2 separate regions of the Mus musculus genome follow, and region 1 is linked to region 2. A link is a contact called in public HiChIP or PLAC-seq data. All regions are on one chromosome and are shown on one strand. The core of a region is the stretch at or near the end of the contact, and the rest is flanking DNA. Distances in the headings are between cores, read along the strand shown.

Region 1 (6,444 bases), core at 2,075-4,574, 270 kb before region 2:
CTTCACTATTGTACAGGGGACCCAGCAGGAGCAAAAACATCAGTACAAACACAGGCACAAATGGAACCACAACCCAACAAAAAACAACTACACAAAGAACTCCATAGGTTCCTGGTCAATGAGAAATGCGGGTTCTGAAGCATTTTGTTATTTGTTGCTACAGAGCAATGCTGGATTCTAGCTTTCTTTCCCGATTTGGCATTTAAAGCATCAGGAAAGCTGTAGTTGAAGAGAACAACATTTTACACATTGATTATGTGGGACACAAACAAATATTAACAATTTGTAATGTACACAGAATTTAACTCTTCTTCTATTCTGTATTTGGAATGACTGCAGTCTTTGTTTAGTGGTTCCCAGACTTAAATTGGGGCTGGTGGGACAGTAGGAATGCCCAGAGGAATCAAGAGAGCCAACAGAGTTGCCAAAGTATTCATTTTGCCAACAATAACAATAACAAAAGGCTACCATTTCAGAGAGGAAAGTATATTTCAACACCAATAAAAAGGGAAGTTCCTAGTTTCAAAACAAGAGAGAGCTCTTCCCAAGAAATACATTGGTTAATCACAGAGAGTTCAAAACAATATCATTATAGTTTAATATAAATACAGAAACACAAAGACTTCAAAGACAGCCATCGAATGGATATCGAGAATTCCATTCCAGCTAAGGCTACACTGTGAGACTCTGTCTCAAAAATAAATAAATAAAGTGAAATATAAATACATAAAATAGAGAGAGAATAATTGAGGAAGACACCCAATATTGACTCTGACATCAATATGCACATACATACATGTATACATGCATTTCCCTAAATGTGCTCACTCTTGTACATACACATATGCACAAATCAAAAAATTCTGTCTCATATGAACGAGAGTGAAAATACTCATCTTGACACTGTGTATCGGACAGATGCTCTACTTACTGTACTGAGAGAAAACCTCGACTATTTGAATATCCTTGAAACTGTCAAGACAAGCTAAGAAACAAAGAAACATCAGCTCCCATGTCCCCAAGTCTTTTTCTTTACTTGGCAAGTAGGAAGGTAAGCAGAGGAAGGTAAGCCAGAGAACAAGCCCACGGCTCCCCGTGAAGTCCCACTATCATCCCATGGCTCCCCGTGAAGTCCCACTATCATCCCATGGCTCCCCGTGAAGTCCCACTGTCATCCCATGGCTCCCCGTGAAGTCCCACTGTCATCCCATGGCTCCCCGTGAAGTCCCACTGTCGTCCCATGGCTCCCCGTGAAGTCCCACTGTCGTCCCATGGCTCCCCGTGAAGTCCCACTGTCGTCCTATGGCTCCCTGTGAAGTCCCACTATCATCCCATGGCTCCCTGTGAAGTCCCACTATCATCCCATGGCTCCCCGTGAAGTCCCACTATCATCCATGGCTCCCCGTGAAGTCCCACTGTCGCTTCACACTTTCAAGCAGACAACATCATGATGGCCATTCCTGCCTTTGAGCGGGAAGCTGGGAGTTTCTACAGAAGGGGTTCCGAAGTCAAGTAAAAACTTCCTCCCTAGCAGGCCATGGTGGCACAGGACCAATAATCCCAGCATCGGGAAGATAGAGGAAGGATTGAAAGTTCAAGACCAGCCTGGGCTACATGGTGGTGAGTTTCAGGCCAGTGTGGGATGCACAGCAAACCCTCGTCTTAAAATGAATTTAAAAAAAAAAAAAAAAGAAAAAAGAAATAAATAAAAAGTGAAAGTTCTGAAGCTTCACAGAGAGAAGAAATGAGCAAATGCTCAGGCTACTAGATGAGAAGAATATGAAAAAGGATTTCATTTATACAACTATATTTTAAAAATTATGATTGTGTATATTGTGATGAAGGATGTGTGTGTGTAAGAGAGAGACAGAGACAGAGACAGAGACAGAGAGAGATCTGGACAGAGGTGGGTACACTCGCTTGGTTCACGTGTAGAGTTGGCTCTCTAGACCTCTACCCTGATTCTAAGAATTGAGCTCAAGTCTTCAGGCATGTGCAGCAAGCCCCTCTACCTACTGAGCCATCTTACTGGTCCAAAATTGTATCTTTAAAAAGCTGGACATCATTAGGTAAATCTAGTAATGAAAGCAAGTTAGTATATATCTCAGGCCACTTGCTGTTGCTATAACTGCGCACTGCAGACAAGGCTACTTTAGAAAGAATAAAGGTTTGCTTCGCTCCTAGCTTAGGAGGCTGTGACCCCAGGCAGGGGCTGGTATATGGAAGAGCCCTCTTGCTGCTTCCTGCTGTGGTTGTTGGAAGTCATCACAGGGTCAGATAGAGCAAGCCTGCTAACTCAGAACTCTCTCCTCCCCATGCTGTTCTACCACTGCAGGGCCCTCAGAATCATGAGCTCATCCTAGCCTAACTATTTTCCAAAGAACCCACCTCCTAAAACCACTGATGTCTGCTTCTAAGATGTGAGCTTCAGGAGACACATTCAATCCACACTACTGTGTTGATATCTGCTGTGTAGAAATTAGTTACTTCTGATTGTATTTATCCAAGGCAGTAGTTTAACAAGCACATTAGTCTACAGGCACATTTTTGCTAATTTTAGAAGATAAATATAAACACACACACATACACTCACTCACACACACACATATACACACATACATGCACACACACACACTCATACACACACATATAAACACATACATGTACACACTTATATACACATGCATGCACTCACATACATACACATAAACTCACACGTAGGTATACACACACTCACACATGTAGGTATACACATACACACACAGAGACACGCATATACACACATACACACATGTGGACATATACACACACGCATAGGTATACACATACCCATACACACATACACATGCATACACACACTCATGCACATAAACACACACTCACATGTACACACATACACACAGGCAAACACACATGCATACACACACACATGATTACATACACACATTCACCCATATACACACACAGACAGACACACATACACACATGTGTGCACACGCACATGCACACACACGCCATCCAAGAGACGAACAGTTGCAGAATGAAATACACTCAGACATTTCCAATTGCGTTTGGGGCCCCGGTTCAGTTCACCCCTTGCCCCTCTGTTCCAGCCTCTTTCGCCTTCCATCTCTTTCCATTTTATTTTTCTCATCGTGTTTTGACAGGTGAAGTTGCTCGTGCAAAAGCCATGTAATAAAATACAGGAATGCCACCTTTGCCTCCCTTGCCTGCTGCCGCAGAGCGTGTGAAGCCTGTGCCCTCTACCCTTCAGAGGAGTGCTGGAGTGGCAGGAGGCTCATGGAGCTGGAATGCTGTCTGTCTCTCTCTGGCCTCTCTGCCCGGAATGTGCTCCCCACCCTAATCTCCACTGAGACCAGTGTGCAAGCACTAGAGGCTTCAGCCAGCACAGACATGACACAGCAAGGGGGACAGAGGCTGGAGGCTGCAATCAGCCCATCCTATTTATTTAACTGCAAACTTTGTTCTTTAGTTTTTATAAAAAGCTTCATTGTTACATTGAATCCAAAGGAATTTAGCCTTTAACCTGCAGTTTCCAACTCCTGGTGCTAGCAAACTTTCTTTTCTGATAAGGGGACCGCCTGATGGAATTTTCTTCTTTTCTCTCTCATCCTGAAGGTGGGGCAACCCACTGAGATGTCTTTTGGACCTCGATTCTTATCAACTAAAATAAACACAAGGGCTCTCTGGTAATATATCCACGCAACAGAAGCTCCTGGTGTAATAAAACACAGAACATACAAAGAACGGGATCAACAGGCTTTAGTTTAGGGGTGTGTATGTGTGTGTGTGCGTGCGCACCTATGTATTTTCTACATTTCCCAATCTATCTAATTATTTTCTTTCTCCATCTGTTCCTAAGAGCCCTTTACTTATTGTAGGAAATTTCATACATTGATATAGTGATTTTAGGTAGTTTTCATGCCCCATTCCCCTCTCATCTTTCCAACAAACCTCATACTTCAATGTCTCCAAGGCTCAGAGAATATAGTACCAAAGAGGAGACAGAAAGACTCTAACAGCCAAGTAGTTATTTTATTTTTTTAAAAAGGCACAGGTTTGTTTTGTTTATCTTCATCCATATAGCCAGAACATGGTCCTTCATTTTCCTCTAAGGATCACAGTGGAAAAGGCTCAAGCCCTTTGTAATGACTGGGTGCCTATATCCCTGCCAATTTATACTGAAATCTTTATATTCCCCACCCCCTACAAACACACACAGGTGATGGTATTTGGGGGGGGGGGGCTTTTGGATGTCATTAAGTCGTGAGGAAGCCACTTTCCTAAATAAGACTCTTATAAAAGAGACCTGATTCTACTGTGGAAGTCAAGTGAGAGGCGGTGCCCCTCATCAGATACTGGGTCTCCTGGGATAGTAATCTGTATTATGTGTGTGTGTGTGTGTGTGTGTGTGTGTGTGTGTGATGAAGTTTGTCAGCTCTAGAAGATGAAGATATTCCTCCCATTGCTGTTTTTCACTGAAAGCTTGAGAACCAGGATCAGTTATGGGACCAGTTGCGCATGGCAGTGCTGGACAGAGAAGAAAGAGAAGTAGGCCAGAAGGGTTCTCCCTGTCACTCCTGGAGGAGGGTTCTCCTAAACTGACTTCACCAGGTCTTCATCCTCCTTAGAACCCTAGTTCCTACCTAATTTATTGAGTAAGATACGTGTGTATGTGTGTGTGTGTGTGTGTGTGTGTGTGTGTGTGTGTATTAAACTGATGGCCTGGGTTTTGTTTCCTTTTTCAACGCGTGTATGTATGTGCATGTATGGCATTGTGTATGTGAGTGGATGTGTTTGTGTGACTGTTGTGAGTGTGGAGGCCAGAGGACATCCTCAGAAACTCTGGAGAAAGTATCTGGCCAGGAAGCTCCAGAAATCCTCCTGCCTCTGCCTCCTCAGTGCTGGGATCACAAATGCACACCATGGTCCTGCGCAACTTCATGCGGGTTTGGGAATTGAACTCAGGTCCTCGTGCTTGTGAAACAAGCATTTTACCAACTGAGCTAACCCACCCCATGACCCTGCTTTTGTTTGCCATTGTATAACAAGTTGTCACGAACAGCCACTTGAAACAGTTTTTCCTGATTACATCTTAACTCTTATGGGTCCATTATCTTAGCTAAAACCTCTTCTTCAAGCCTTAGCAGGATGAAAACAAAGATGCAGCTGATCAAGTTGGCATCCTCAGCTGAGAAGGACTTGCCTCTGTAATTCCCCAAGTTACTGAATTTACTTCCTTGCTATTAAAGTCATAGTAAGTAGACTCACTTCTTTGGAATCTGCTGTTGCCTCTGAGACCTCCGAGTGGGTCCACTAGGAAGGAAGAGTATCACATGACTTTATACAATCACTGGAGTCACACCTCATTCCTGCGGTTAGAGGCGAGCCAGGGGTTCTATCTACCTATACTCTGAGCAAGCACTTCACAAAGGTGAGCATTCTGGAGCAGAGATCTTGGGGGTGTGCTGTAGACTCCCTGGGAACCACACCCTTTTGCTTTATCCTTCCTCCAATGGACAGCATAGAGTCATAGAATCAGCTTTTGATAAAGTGAAAAAAGATATTTTACAAACATACACCGTAACACACAGGTAAAATAAATTCAGCTGGTTTTCCTAGTGGCTAATGGCATAAGAAGTTGACACCAGGCAGCCATGACTTTAGAGCCCTGATTCCCAGCTCAGTAGCCGTTTGACCTTATTAAGTCTCAGCTCTGACCTTTAAGATAGGAATAACTCTTTGTGTTTATTGTGAGAATTAAGTCACACAAGATCAATAAAGCACTTGGGAAATGTGTGCAGTACAAGTGTTCCATAAATGGTTACTTTAGTATCCAGGTAAGAGCCCAAGGTAACTCAAACAAGGTTCAGTTGAGTATCCACTCTAAATACAGAGCACTGAATTGCCAGAGAGGGGCTCCCTTTCTGAGGCCTCAGAGGGTTGGCTTCAGGCAAATCACAAACCTGTTGGTCTGTCTAACTTCCTGGAAGACTCTAATAGGCATCTCTAGCCCAGCTTCTCCTTTGTCTTCAAATTTGCAATGTCAGGTCCTTACAGATCACCAAACTTCATAATGGCATTCTTGGGGGAGGGTAGGGTATCTCTACCTAGCCTGTTCCCACTCCTTATATTCCATGGGCCAAAGCAAGTCAGTGGCCCGTGCCACTTCAAGGAGGACAGGAAGGGCCATTCTGTCATGAGCTTGGACATGTCACAACCGGTCACAGCATGATGACTGCCACAAATGCCAAAGGACAAATAGGTATTTTTAGGGCAACATATGAATGTGTTCTTGAAGAGAATAGAGCACTAGTGACCTTTGTTATTTTCCTACAGCAACTTCTTCCTGATGTAGCATATCTCCATGAGGGCCTTCAGAAATGCAGGCATCCCAATAGAAAACTGGGTGTCATGTGAGAC
Region 2 (6,579 bases), core at 2,074-4,573:
GCAAGCTGTGATTGCCAGAATGAGGGTAAGTTCCCTGTTGCATGGCCTGTGACCAGAGTATCAGATGTAAAGTTAACTAACCTAGAAGCTAACTCATCACTAACTTAGTGATTGCTACATGCCGAGCAGAGGGATGGAATGGCTCGGATACGGCTGGAGTGTGTGCGCCCATGCATTTCATCTTCAGGAATCCTATGGAGACATTGGACATTACCAGAAGGGTTGAGCACTCACGGCAAGAGACAGGGACCACGGTGAGATGACTCTGTAGGAGGGGATAGAAGAAAGGGCGAATCTTTGAGATAGACCTGAAAATGCCTGAAAAACGTGGGGCCTGGTGGGGTAGGTTGAGGTGGGACAAGAGTGATCAGCAGCTAGCTCGGGCAAACTCAGTCCAACCACACAGACCTTGACTAAGCGTTTTTCTTGGTGGAAGGGAAGGATAAAAGTTGAAAAGATAAGGCAGTGCCCTAGGGCCAAGGACCTGGATCAGTCTGGGGAGTGCATGCTGGGTAAGGGTGAGGACTTGAGTCCTCAGCATCCATATAAAAAGAAAGGTGTGCCGGTGTGTACTCATAATCCCGACACCTGGGAGGGGAAAGGGCAATCCCCAGGGCTCGCTGCCAGCCAGTCTATAGCCATCTGCATATGCGCGTGCGTGCGTGCTGCTGCGTACACAGGGCCTAACCTCAGTGAGTTTACATCTAGTAAAGTACTTCAACAAAAGAAGAGGAAACGCAAGGCCCTGGACTCTAAACACACTCCGAGCTCCAAGTCTTCCTACATAGCACGCTTTCTTTGGACCTTAACAGCAGTGAAGGCCCACAGGAGCCCATGACTAGAAGCTGCTGACCTGGGCAAGGGGACTGGATCAGACCTAGGACCTGGGCTGCGCTCGCCATTGGTCAGAGGCACTTCATTTGGCAGCAGGCAGCAGTCAATGCTGAAATGACTTAGCCCGTGTGAGCGGAGGATACACTGAGTGCTCGGCCCGGAATAGGACATCTTTCTTAACACATCACCCCACTCCACCCCCAACACTACCACCAAGTTTCAGAGGAGGGGGCAGAAAGAATGAGAGAGCAGACGATAAAGGGAGTGTTCTGAAATCCTGTCTTCTGGACTTGACATGACTACAGGGCTCTCAAACCCACAGAGGCCAGCGTGAGGTCAGCCCTGCCAAAATGGCAGCATAGACTGGGGAGTCTCCAGACGCTGCCCCTTACTGAGGAGCTGTGGGCAGTTGTTCACTGATGAGGAGAGAGGCTGATTGATTGATTGATTGATTGATTTGTATGTGTGGCCACTGGCAAGTTGCTCATGCTCCTGTGAATGGCCCCGTAACCATACCCACGTGGGCAGCACTGAGTTCGTGTGTGTGTGTGTGTGTGTGTGTGTGTGTGTGTGTGTGTGTGTGAGGTGTGACATCTATCCTATATATATGTCAGAAAGTTGGAAGGGACTCTGTTGGAGTGAAATGTGAAGGAAGTTGGGGTGGAGAAATGGGGGGGGCAGGTTGATATGATCATGTCTCATTGTATATGTGTATGAATTTCTCAAGAATAAAGAAAAATTAAAACAAAGAAGAAGAACAGTGATTAGTGTTGGCCTGGGAAGACTGTCATGAAGAATGAAATGTTCGTGTATTACGATGTCTAACCCAGCCAAGTGTGCACACTGGTAAACCTAGCTCTTGGGACGCTGACGAAGAGCCTGCAAACCTGAGGCTAACCTGGGCTATCTATACACTGAATACCAGGCCAGCCTAGGCTATTTATACCCTGAATACCAGGCCAGCCTAGGCTATCTATACACTGAATACCACCAGGCCAGCCTAGACTATCTATACATTGAATAGCAGACCAGCCTGGGCTATCTATATATTGATACTGGGCCAACCAAAGCTACACAATAAGATTGATTTTTTTCCCCAAAGGAAACATCAAACATAAAATGTGTAGCCCTATAATAAAGTAAAATTTTCATTTTCCTTTATTCTCCCCACACATACCCCATCATCCTTCACCCAGCCCCCTTCCTTTTTTCTTTCTTTTCAGTATTTTTATTTATTTTTTTCTTTGTCAATTTTACACATGCACAATAGATCTTGATCAAATTCCTGCCTTTCCCACTGCATGTCTTCATATATACACATATACACAGTGTATGTGTGTGTGTGTGTGTGTGTGTGTGTGTGTGTGTGTGTGTGTAACACCTACTGAGTCCAAGTCCAACTCAGTTTGCTTGACTTGGGGTGGAGGCTGGAATGTAGGCCAGGCTGGCCTCAAGCTGAAGCTGACCCTGAACTCCTGTTGTCTCCCTTTACTTCCTGAGTGTTGGCTACAGACAAGCACTATCACTCCCAGCTCCTGCGGTGTTTTGTTTTGTTTTGTTTACTCAATAGCCAGCAGAACAGAGCCTGCCCTTCCCCCAACACCTGTGGAAAACAGGCCACCGCTCGCAGGGCTCTATCCAAAACAGGCTGAGAAAATAGCACAACCTGCCTGCCTCTGCAGAATCCACCTACTTTCTCAATAAATATTTACTCAGCCCCTACTGTGTGCTCTGGAACATTATCTTCTCTGTGGATCCTAGGGCCTCCTTTATCTCTCTAGTCCCCTCCTTACCAACCCAACAGGAGTCCCGCTTACAATCTATTCACTGTCCTTCAGCCAGGGTCCCAACCCTGTCCTCCAGAAGGGACTATTGTCCTCCCGGCTCTGGCTTTCCCTCTTTCTTTGAAGCTTAATTTCAATGTCCTTAATCTGTTCATTGTTCCAGCTCCTCTCCTGCTGTCTCTCTTTGCTAATGTCTGACCTCAGCTAACTGGCACAACAGCCTCTGAATAGAGCAAACGGGATTGAAGGAATGTAACCTATTTGCCTGAGATGATCTAACCAGCGAGTGCTCAGAGTGAGCCAGTTCTATACCGTAGTCATTGTACTAATAACAGGAAGCCCTTGAAATTGAGGTGACAGGAAAGCTGCGGTATTAGTAATGATTGGGGGCTAAAAACTGACTATGAGGGCCTGGGGATAGAGCCTAGTTCTTCCCTAGCATGTGCAAGGAAGGCCCTTGGTTCAACCTTCAATCACATGCGCGCGCGCGCGCACACACACACACACACACACACACACACACACACACACACACAAGGAATAGATGCGGTAGGGTAGGAAGTCATTGGAATAGGAAAACATTTGGATTTGTAATCAACCAGAAGACACACCTGTGTCTCTGAGGAGAGGCTTACCTGTGTTTCCAGAGAGGCTTAACTAAGGGAGGGAGAACCACCCTGAATATGCGTGGCACTACCCTTTGGACTTGAGTCTCGGGCTGATAAAAGGAGACCGGTCCAGGAGCCGCATCCCAGTCCTAATACCATGCCTTCTCACTGTGACAGGATGCACCCTCAGATTGCAAAACAGATAAAACCTTAAGTCGCTTTTGCTGAGTTTTTTAATCACATCAATGAGAAAAGTACAGACTCCAAGGCCAGATACTGGAAAAAAATCATAAAAGAGGGCTGGAGAGATGGTTTGCTCAGGGTTAAGAGCACTGGCTGCTCTTCCAAAGGTCAGGGGTTCAATTCCCAGTACCTACATGGTGGTTCACAACTGTCTATAATTGCAGTTTCAGGGGATCTGACACCTTGGAGGCAGAACTCCAATGCACATTAAAAATAAACAAACAAACAAGCCTAAAGAAGAAAAAGCATGAACGAACGCATGGCCCATCGGGAAGATGAATCTGGAGCTAAAAATCTTTACAGAATGAGGGATTGTTGTGAGAGAAAGCTACTACTTACTACTGGGAGCTAGTTGACCTTGGGCGGGGGGGGGGGGGGGGCAAAACATAGTAGGGGAAATATTCTGGAAGCCATAATGAAGATACCCACTTATTTACAAACCCATCATTTAAGGAGTGTAGAAGAAGAAATGCACCCCTCCACCCCCCAGCTCGCACACACCACTAAGTGTTCCCCGAGATAGCCAGGTCTCCATTGTGGAAAGATCAGCACAAGAGTGTCTGGGAATGTCCGTTGCTGTGAGGAAGCTGCTGAGGCCCCTCCACGCAGTGACCGGAAGCACACTGCTGCTCTCGGAAAGGACCCGAGTTTGGTTCCCTAGCATCCACATCAAGCAATTCCAAACGTCTTAGAACTCTAGCTGCATGGAGATCTGATGCTGAGCGACATCTCGGCTAGGCTCAGCCCCACAGTTACCTGGCAACAGCCAGGTGTGCGGGACTCACTATAAAAGGGGCTGCTTGCCCTATCCTCACTCTCTTGCTCTCTTCTCTTCTCCTCTTGCTCCCTTACCCCATCCTCCCCCACGTGCTCCTGGCGGGCCTCTCCTCCTCCTCCTCCTCCTCCTCCTCCTCCTCCTCTTCCTCCTCCTCCTCCTCCTCCTTTCTCTCTCTCTCTCTCTGCCTTTGTCTCTACTACCCCCTCAACTTCCCTTCCCATGCCCTAAATAAACTCTATTCTATACTATACCATCGTGTAGTTGGTCCCTCAGGGGGAAGGGATGCCTCAGCATGGGCCCGCAGAGGCACCCCTTTCCCCCATACTATACTGCACCTCCACCAAACATATTCCTTCCTTCTTATCTTTTTATAAAACAGAACACACATACCCACACCCAGACATACATGTCGTTAAAAATAAAGTCTTGGGAGCTGGAGAGATGGCTCAGCAGTTAAAAGCACTGACTACTCTTTCAGAGGTCCTGAGTTCGATTCCCAGTATATGGTGGCTCATAACCATCTGTAATGGGATCTGATGCCCTCTTTTAGTGTGTCTGAAGACAGTTATGGAGTATTCTTACAAACAAAACAAATACATCATTTTTGAAAAATGTCTTTAAAAAGAAAGAAAGCTATTGGGATAACGAGATAAGGAGATGTATAAGGCCATGTGAGGATCAGACTCCAGTGTTCGGCAGTGACCTTGGTTGGGATGAACAGAAAGAAAGGACATGATGGGATTGGTCCCCAGATCCAGGGCAGAGGGCAGCGCTATACAACTGTGGAATGTGAGAAGTGGGATGCTTCAAGGCAGCTGTGAACTCATAACCTACAGGAAGACAAGGCATAGCACTCCAGAAAAACACACACTTCGAATCATAGCACAGAAGTCTGCAGGGAGAGGGGTCTTCCAAATCAGATAAGGAGAATCATAAAATGATTTTTTTGAAGAGATGTAATAGAAATCCATAAAACTATCACCCACACCAGAAGATCATGGAGAATCCAGGTGTGGTGGTATGGAGTGGAGACAGAAGGGTCCTGAGTTTTAGGTCAGCCTGGAATTTAATGGCATGTGTTACTTTTCTTTTGCTGTGATGGAATATCATCACCAAAAGCAACTTACAGAAGGAAGATTCTATCTGCCTTTCAGAACAGAGAGATGGCGCCTGTCATGGCAGACAGATAGAGCGAACAGCACGCATGGCAGCAGAAGCAGGGGGCTGGGAGCTCACCTTCTTAAACTACAGGCATCAAGCAGAGAGAGCAAACTAGAAGCAGAGGCTTTAAACTGAGGGCCACCTCCAGTGATGGACCTCCTGCAGCAAAGCCGAACCTCCTAAGGCACCCCCCACCCTCCCACCCCTCCACCCTCCCACCCCCCCAACCCCCTCACCCACCCCCCCCAAACATTTATCTCTATCACCTGGGGCGTGAGCGGTCAGCTACCTGAGCCTGTAGAAAGCACCTTTCTCATAAAATACTCCCAGGAAAACCTATCTGAAACAAAGACATGTTTGCTTTACAACAGAGTCTTTCTATGAGTAGAGCATAAGTTAAACTGGTTATGTAATATTTTATTCACAATGTTTAAATAGCCATTGCTCTTGCTAGAGTAAGACTTATTGCTTGGTGCTGGGGGAACTTTGCAAGATTTAACCAGCACCAAGAAGTATTTTATCTTTGCTATATGTTATAAAGTTCTAAATGGATGTATGTTAGAGATTTTCTGAATCTCAAAGTCTAATGATGGAATTAGGACTGTAGCTCACTCAGTAGAGTGGTTGCTTACAAAGCCCTGGGCTTGGTGCCCAGCACTATATAAACCAGGTGTGGTAAGAAATGTCCGTCAATCCGGCACTTAGAAGGATTATAGCAGGAGGTTCAGGAGTTCAAGGTCATCCGAAGATGCCAACTTGAGGCCAATCTAGAATACTTGAGAACCTGAAAGGATGGATGGATGGATGGGTAGGTGGGTGGATGGACGGAAGGACAGACAGATGATAAATAGGTGAATCTAAATTATCCTTATCTTTGCATTATCTAAAATATGTGAGATTACCTTCAGTATTTAGAGTGACACCCAAAGAAAGGATTAAACTGGTAGAAACTTCTCTGGCTTCTGAGTCTAAATTCATTCCAATCCCTTATATCAACATCAGCTAAATGCCAAAACATACGTCACATAATCTCCATAATAACCTGCATGGTAATTATTACCATTTTGCAGCAGATCAGAAATCTAAAGTTCAGAAAGATAAAATGACTGGCCATAACCCTATAATGACTGGAACAGGATTGCCAGTTCTCTGAGAGAGAACTGAGCATAGA

What was found. HiChIP or PLAC-seq counts read pairs in DNA pulled down with a chosen protein or histone mark.
Region 1: a contact with region 2 is called in an H3K27ac HiChIP or PLAC-seq map of embryonic stem cells, with 4 times the contacts expected there. The contact joins two enhancer-like sites. A contact is called at or near these places in 1 of 15 datasets of contacts at CTCF or cohesin (the NIH/3T3 cell line), 2 of 484 Hi-C or Micro-C datasets (bone marrow-derived macrophages and embryonic stem cells) and 4 of 115 datasets of contacts at active chromatin or transcription factors (embryonic stem cells and trophoblast stem cells).

Annotation. Positions count from the first base shown.
Region 1 is chr10:95,861,816-95,868,259 of GRCm38.p6, reverse strand. The region is part of intron 3 of Gm33377 (a long non-coding RNA gene); the gene reads right to left. Among named protein-coding and RNA genes, the nearest start is that of Gm33543, 22 kb to the right of the region's middle. Within about 2 kb of position 3,324, at least 57 of the 459 cell types and tissues checked have an H3K27ac peak or open chromatin away from gene starts, as enhancers often do. A contact at or near this core is called in embryonic stem cells, where this site is marked.
Region 2 is chr10:95,592,260-95,598,838 of GRCm38.p6, reverse strand. No RefSeq gene overlaps it. Among named protein-coding and RNA genes, the nearest start is that of Nudt4, 31 kb to the right of the region's middle. Within about 2 kb of position 3,323, at least 40 of the 459 cell types and tissues checked have an H3K27ac peak or open chromatin away from gene starts, as enhancers often do. A contact at or near this core is called in embryonic stem cells, where this site is marked.